Regions from separate parts of the Mus musculus genome. Here region 1 is linked to region 2. Evidence: chromatin contacts called from public HiChIP or PLAC-seq data. All regions are on one chromosome and are shown on one strand. The core of a region is the stretch at or near the end of the contact, and the rest is flanking DNA. Distances in the headings are between cores, read along the strand shown. Region 1 holds the start of Chst2 (carbohydrate sulfotransferase 2). Region 2 has its middle 40 kb from the start of Gm32018.

Region 1 (3,163 bases), core at 618-3,117, 57 kb before region 2:
TATCAGTGCTGTGTCACATGTACATCCTATACACACGCGTGTTTAAAAAATTGTAGGGGTGTGTGGCTGCGATCAGTGAATAAATAAATAAATAAATAAATAAACCTGAGCTCCATTCTTCCATCCCAATTTGTGTAAGATATGCTCTAGAAATGTCTTATTCATATACTTTATTAGAACTCTAAGGGAATACTTCAGCTGAACCTTACTCATAACATGGATTTTTCTGGAAAGTGGGACCAAGTCAAACCATTAACATTCTTGGTTTTGCCTCCTGTGTGTATGTGGATGGGAGGATTATGTGTCAGGGAGCACATATGGATTTCAAAGAACAACTCATAAGGATCATTTCTCTCCTTCCAGCATGTGGATTCCTGGGTTCAAAATTCAGATCTCAGGCTTGGGTGCAAGTGCCTTTACCCATGGAGCCATTTCCCTGGTCCTACATCATACTATTTTTTAAGTTTTAAAACCTGAAATGAAACCCACACAACAACAACAACAACAACAAAAACTGAAACAAAACAAAACAAAAATCCCAAACCAAACTGAAACAAAACCAAACCAGTTAAAGCCATAAAACAATTGAATTAAGTCATTTTTTTTTCAACAATCCCTGTACCCAGAAGATTCTGTACAATACCCTGAAAAAAAAAAAAGTCGTCAATGGCAACGCTTTAAATTTAGGAGGGTCATCAGCCGAGGTGGGCTGCTCCAGGTAGACTATGATAATTTTGCAGTAATTATGTTTTACTTGTAAAAGCTTCTGAGAGACGGGGGGCAATCAGTCTCCCAGTGATCAGTAGTTCACCTCCGGACCGCAATGACTCATCTTTCTGCCCTTCTAGGTGGAAACTGGAGTACAATCTTTCCTATGTGCCCTCTAACCTCCACCCATCCTGTAGCTGTCCCATTTTACAATGGAAGTTTATTCCCTCATCAGCGAAAGAAAAGTATACAAACCAACGCAGACCAAACTAAAAAGTAACTTTCAACGTCCAAAAACGTTTTCCTTTGCGATCAAGTTCTTTGATCTCATCTCTTCCTCTTTAAAGTCAATGGACTCACTATCACACCACAAATTTAAACAAAGCGCCCTCCCCTCCCCCCAGCAGCCCTGTCTCAGAGGGTGTCAGCAGAGGTGGAAACTCCACAAGCCTAGAACATCTGCCGGGCAGGAGGTGGGGGTGGGATCATCGAAACCTTGTGGCCTTGTCCAAATCCAGGACACTCGGAAAGGTTGCGGAGAGGCATACTCTGAAGCCTCTTCAGTGACCCCGGGCCCAGAAAGATTTATTACTTCCTCCTTGAGGGAGAAACCACAAACCCGCTGGAATGGGCTAGCACCAGGGCCAAGGCTTCAGAACTGGGTTCCCGCTGCACACAGCGCTGTTGGGCGGTGCTGCTCGCGTCCTAGGAGGGGACACCAGTGCTGACCGCTGGGGATGAAAGGAGCGTACGTCCGGGGTATTTCTGCTCAAACTTTTATCACCAACTCTTCTCCAGAGCGAATCCTGGGAGCCGAGTCGTGCAGCTACAGAGAACCCAAGTCTCCGGCTGTGCGGGCGAGCTGGGAATCAGGCGCCGGCGCCGCGCCCCGGGCGCACCTAGAGCTCTGTTCTGCTACTAACGGCTGGAGGCCCTAGCAGCGCCTCCTTGAACCGGGTCGCATCTCCAGCCCCTAAGGAGGTGGCGGCGGGAGTCTGGAGCTGCGAGGAGGGCGGGTGTGGGACAGGCAGAGGAGGAGGGGAGCACGGCGAAGGGGAGGAGCCGGGGCGACAGACGGCGGCGCGCACCAACCCCGAGCGGGCTGGCAGGAGCCGCGCAGAGGCCGGCCCGAGCGCGTTGCAGGCGCCCGGCGTAGGGGGAGTCGGGTAGCAGCATCCTCCCGGGCGCCGCTTTAGTGCGGCCGCGGCGGGGGCTTCCTCTGCCTCGGGACCTCGTAGGGCAGAAGCCGCTGGTGACGCGGGGGTGGGGGGTCCCGCTCTTTTGCCTTCAGCTAGGTGTACAGAGTCCTGGGCCAGTCCGCGGCCACGGAGCGCCGGGGCTCGCCTGAGCCGCCCGCCAGGACATCCTCCGGGTGATGGAAGAAGCAGCCGCCGCTGCGGGGCCGCGCTGCACCCTATCCGCGGCCGCCGGAGGGATGGGAAGGTTCGCTACGTGGAGGCCAAGAGAGAGCGATGGAGAGCAGAACAGCCTGGAGCTGGGGCGTATGTAAGCCACCCCCCACTGTCGCCTCCTGCCTGCTTCGTGCCCCAGAGCCTGGAGGGAAGCAGCGGTCCCGAGAGACCTAAGGAGACGTCGCTGGAGCCGGGACGCGCCGCGCTCGGTGGAGCGCAGAGCTGGGCTCCGGGCCCGGTGAAAGTTTCCCCTCCCGGGGTGCAGGGCGCCCGCTGCTGGAAAACTCTGCCTAGGGCTAGGGCAGCGGAGTCTCGCGGCTCCCTCGAAGGCTTGGGGACCCCTAGCAGAAGAGAACCGGAGAGAAACCGAGGAGAGTGCTAGCCGGACAGTCCGCCGGTCGGGGATCTGGGGACGCTCCGAGGCGCACCCTCCGCTCCAGGTGAGTGGAGGAGCCCGCAGACTAGAGGGTGGGCGTTACTCAGGCGGAGGAGGCATCTGGACCGGAGACTGGGCTCACCCATTCACTCCGCTTCCCCTCGCAGGTCCTTCTCGGAGCCGCTGCCATGGGAGAGCCAGCCCTGGGCGCCGGGGACCAGCAGCCTCTGCCGCCGCGCCCGCCTCGGATCGGCGGCCCCAGTCCCGGCGCCCGCAGCCGGCCTGCAGCGTCCCCCTCCTGGGCTGCAGGGCCGCCTCCGCCGCGCCGCCGGCCCCGGCTGTGCCTGTGATGAGCCGCAGCTCGCCGCGAGCTCTGCCCCCCGGTGCGCTTCCCCGGCCGCTGCCGGCCGCGCCTGCCGCCGTGCAGCGGGCCCTGCTCCCGCCGTGGCCCCGGCGCGCAGGACGCCGCTGGCCTGCGTCCCCGCTCGGGATGAAGGTATTTCGCAGGAAGGCGCTGGTGCTGTGCGCGGGCTATGCACTGCTACTGGTGCTCACGATGCTCAACCTCTTGGACTACAAGTGGCATAAAGAGCCGCTGCAGCAGTGCAACCCCGACGGGCCTCTGGGTGCCGCGGTAGGGGCGGCCGGGGCCGGCTGGGGACGGCCG
Region 2 (3,098 bases), core at 36-2,535:
GAAGCATCCTGCTTATGTAAGACATTAGACTTGCAGGGAAATAATCCTCCTTGTGTTTCCTCTGTATATATGTTCAGTCTATCTCTGTGTGTCTCTGTCTCTCTGTCTCTCTGTCTCTCTGTCTCTCTGTCTCTCTGTCTCTCTCTCTCTCTCTGTGTGTGTGTGTGTGTGTGTGTGTGTATGTGTGTGTGTGTGTGTGTGTGTGTGCAAGATGCATAGATGTGGACTTGGGAGTGGAGGGAACTAAAGCTTTGATCCCATTTCCAATACACAATGAAGTTCTGGATTTTCAGTGGACCCAAAGACATCTACACACCAAACCTATGGCCCTGCTCCTCAGCTGGGTAGCAAGATGTAGCACAAATATCTCCATAACAAAAATAGAGAAAAACAAAAAGACATGCTCCAGTGTTTTAGAGTAAGCTTCTCTTCTATGGAAACTTCTGGATTTGCACAATTCATGAGAATCCTTCCTTTAGAGATGAGTCTACAGCACTTAATGCCTGATGCTGCCCAGTTTAGCTCTTGCTTATAGCTTCTTGATATTTTTGGTTGTTTCCTTAAAACATAACTTCTGCCTCTTGTTGCCTACATATTTCATTCCTTCTATTGTTTTTTTACCCCATGGAACAGAATTGACTATATGGGGGGTTGCTGAGTAATTATGGATGATTTCATAGTCTAGTTAGATGTATGATGGAGTGCTTCAGTAGGATGCTAATTTTTAAGGGTGTAGAAAAGTATTTTGGGGAAGTCATCTCTAAAGACAAAAAGAGAAAAAAGTTGTAACTAAGTTTGCCTCTCTGGAAAGTAGATCAATAGACTTTTTAAGAAATAAGCTACAAGTGGCCAAAAACCACAAGAATTCAAATCACATCCGGTGTAACCCTGGGAGATTATTTCTGCTGCAGAAGGAAGATGGCTGTTCGTGATCTGAGCTACAGTATGCTGCAAGGATGTAAGGGCAGCCAAACTCCTGATCTCACTGATGATGGTGGAGTCTTACTCATGAGTCATATCTGACAGAAGGGAAACTGACTGCTTCAGAGGGAACTGATCTCTCCAGTTGATGTGTACAGATAGAGAGCACGTGGATATGCATATGCATATGTATATGTACATATATATGTTATATGTATACTATAAAATTAGTGATTAATATTTTGAAACCTTTACCTCGTTTTAAATAGTTTCTCTTTATGTGAAGTGCATTATTTTTAAAAGCACAGCACACACATCTCCTTCCAGCTCTCCCCTCCAGTGCCTCTGGCATTATTCATTCTGAAACTTTCAACCGGCAGCGGACTTGGAGATGCTTCTTAACTACAGCTCACATCATTAGTGTTCCTGCTGTCTAAGCAGAAAAACAATGGGATTCAGCTTAGCAAAAGGCTTCAGGAAAACATAAACTCTGAAGGGTAATAGATCTGCATCTCAAATGGTTTTTCTGTCTAATGAGCACCCTAATGAATTTTTTTTCAATTAGAATATTTTCACAGATCTCAGAATGGTTAACCCAAGACTGTTTCGTTGGGATAATCTTCATTTACTGAGATGCGTTGACTTCGAGGTCAACAATCTCTGCTCAGTTATTGCTCCGCCAGCCCTCTCTAGGTTGTCCCTCCCCTCTGAGGCCCTCACTGCTTGAGATCAGCTGATACAATCCCAAAACTCCAGTCTATTCTTTCCAGTTCTAATACAGACATTCTGAAAGGTTCCATAGACAGCTCTAACTCCACAGGTCTTGTGATATTGTCTCTAAGCAACACATACACTAACACCATCGTGACATCGTCTGTACATTCAAGTGAACTTTCTTATATTTTTGTTGCCTACGATCAATAGCTGCTGAGTCTGTTGCTGCTGACCTTGAAATAATATCAAGAAAACACTGTCTTGTGTTTCCTTTTCTATTTCTGCTGCCTTAGTTCAGGCCACAGCATCTCTTGCTTGTCTGGAGAAGGCTATAAGATGGCTGTTGCTTTAGGTAGGGTTTTATTGCTGTGAAAATACACCATGACCAAGGCAATTCTTAGAAAGGAAAACATTTAATTGGGGCTGGCTTGAGTTTCAGAGGTTCAGTCCATTATCATCATGGTGTGAAGCATGGTGATGTACAGGCAGATGTGCTGGAGAAGTTCTACATCTTGCAGCAGAAGGAGACTGTGTCACTGGATGTAGCTTGAGCATAGGAGATCTTAAAGCCTGCCCCAATGTGATGTGCTTCCTGCAACAAAGGCCACACCTACTCCAATAAGGCCACACCTCCTCATAGTGCCACTCCTCATAGTGCCACTCTATAGTTGGCCCAGTGGGCAGAAACCAATTTCTCCTTATGAGCACATTTCATTTGTCATGGAGCTGTTCCATAGAATGTTTTGTGTTAAGATCCTTCCTTGCTAAAAATTCCTAGTGGTGGGCCCCAATTTCCTGTCAACTCTGTTTGCAGCTGTTTGGTTCTATTTTCTGATATCTCTCTGGACTGAATCCCAAGAGACAAGTCATTGCTTGATGGGATGTCTGGTGTCACCCCTCTGTGTTTTTCCTGGGCTTCTACTCCTGTATGTCTCACAATATCACATGCACAAGTGTTCTGCGGGTTTCATGCCCCTCACTTTGCCTGCTCTAAGTATCATTCCTTTTTTGATGTCTTAACAAAACTCTTGGCAGGCTTTATGAAGATGCTGTTTATATTTGTGTTTCTGTTAGCAATAGGTTTGAGCTCCTAGATGAAAGGGATGATGTCTTTTTTTTTTAACCTTTGATTTTTGGTAAGGCTCAACTTCATGATAAATTAAAAACATTCACGTGTCTTCTTGAGTAAATGAGCTGTGGATCTTTGATCTTCCGAAGTTCAATGTTCTTCTCCCGTTTGTACATCTTTCTAAGGATTTTTTTGTTCTCAGTGTCTAGCAGTTTTCTTTGGCTGTCTTTTATTGCTGGGGATTGAACCCAGGGCTTCGTGCATCCTAGGCACGGGCTCTGACATTGAGCTATATGCCCAGCCTGGCCAACAGTTTTTGCGAGGTGCTTTGGTTTTTCCTTCGTGTTTATCTTTGTAGGCCTTGAGGTGCTTCTAGAAGTTGCCACTTGATGTC

Evidence for each region. HiChIP or PLAC-seq counts read pairs in DNA pulled down with a chosen protein or histone mark.
Region 1: a CTCF HiChIP or PLAC-seq map of CD8 T cells shows a contact between it and region 2, with 6 read pairs. The contact joins the promoter of Chst2 here to the enhancer-like site in region 2. A contact is called at or near these places in 1 of 39 promoter capture datasets (trophoblast stem cells), 1 of 15 datasets of contacts at CTCF or cohesin (CD8 T cells), 2 of 484 Hi-C or Micro-C datasets (Th1 cells and Th2 cells), 4 of 115 datasets of contacts at active chromatin or transcription factors (CD8 T cells and embryonic stem cells) and 2 of 9 other capture datasets (liver and pancreatic islet).

The regions. Positions count from the first base shown.
Region 1 is chr9:95,405,974-95,409,136 of GRCm38.p6, reverse strand. Chst2 (carbohydrate sulfotransferase 2) reads left to right here and starts at 1,867. Exons shown (of 2, transcript NM_018763.2): 1 at 1,867-2,560; 2 at 2,664-3,163. The coding sequence starts at 2,846.
Region 2 is chr9:95,348,643-95,351,740 of GRCm38.p6, reverse strand. No RefSeq gene overlaps it. Among named protein-coding and RNA genes, the nearest start is that of Gm32018, 40 kb to the right of the region's middle. Within about 2 kb of position 1,285, at least 19 of the 459 cell types and tissues checked have an H3K27ac peak or open chromatin away from gene starts, as enhancers often do. A contact at or near this core is called in CD8 T cells, Th1 cells and Th2 cells, where this site is marked.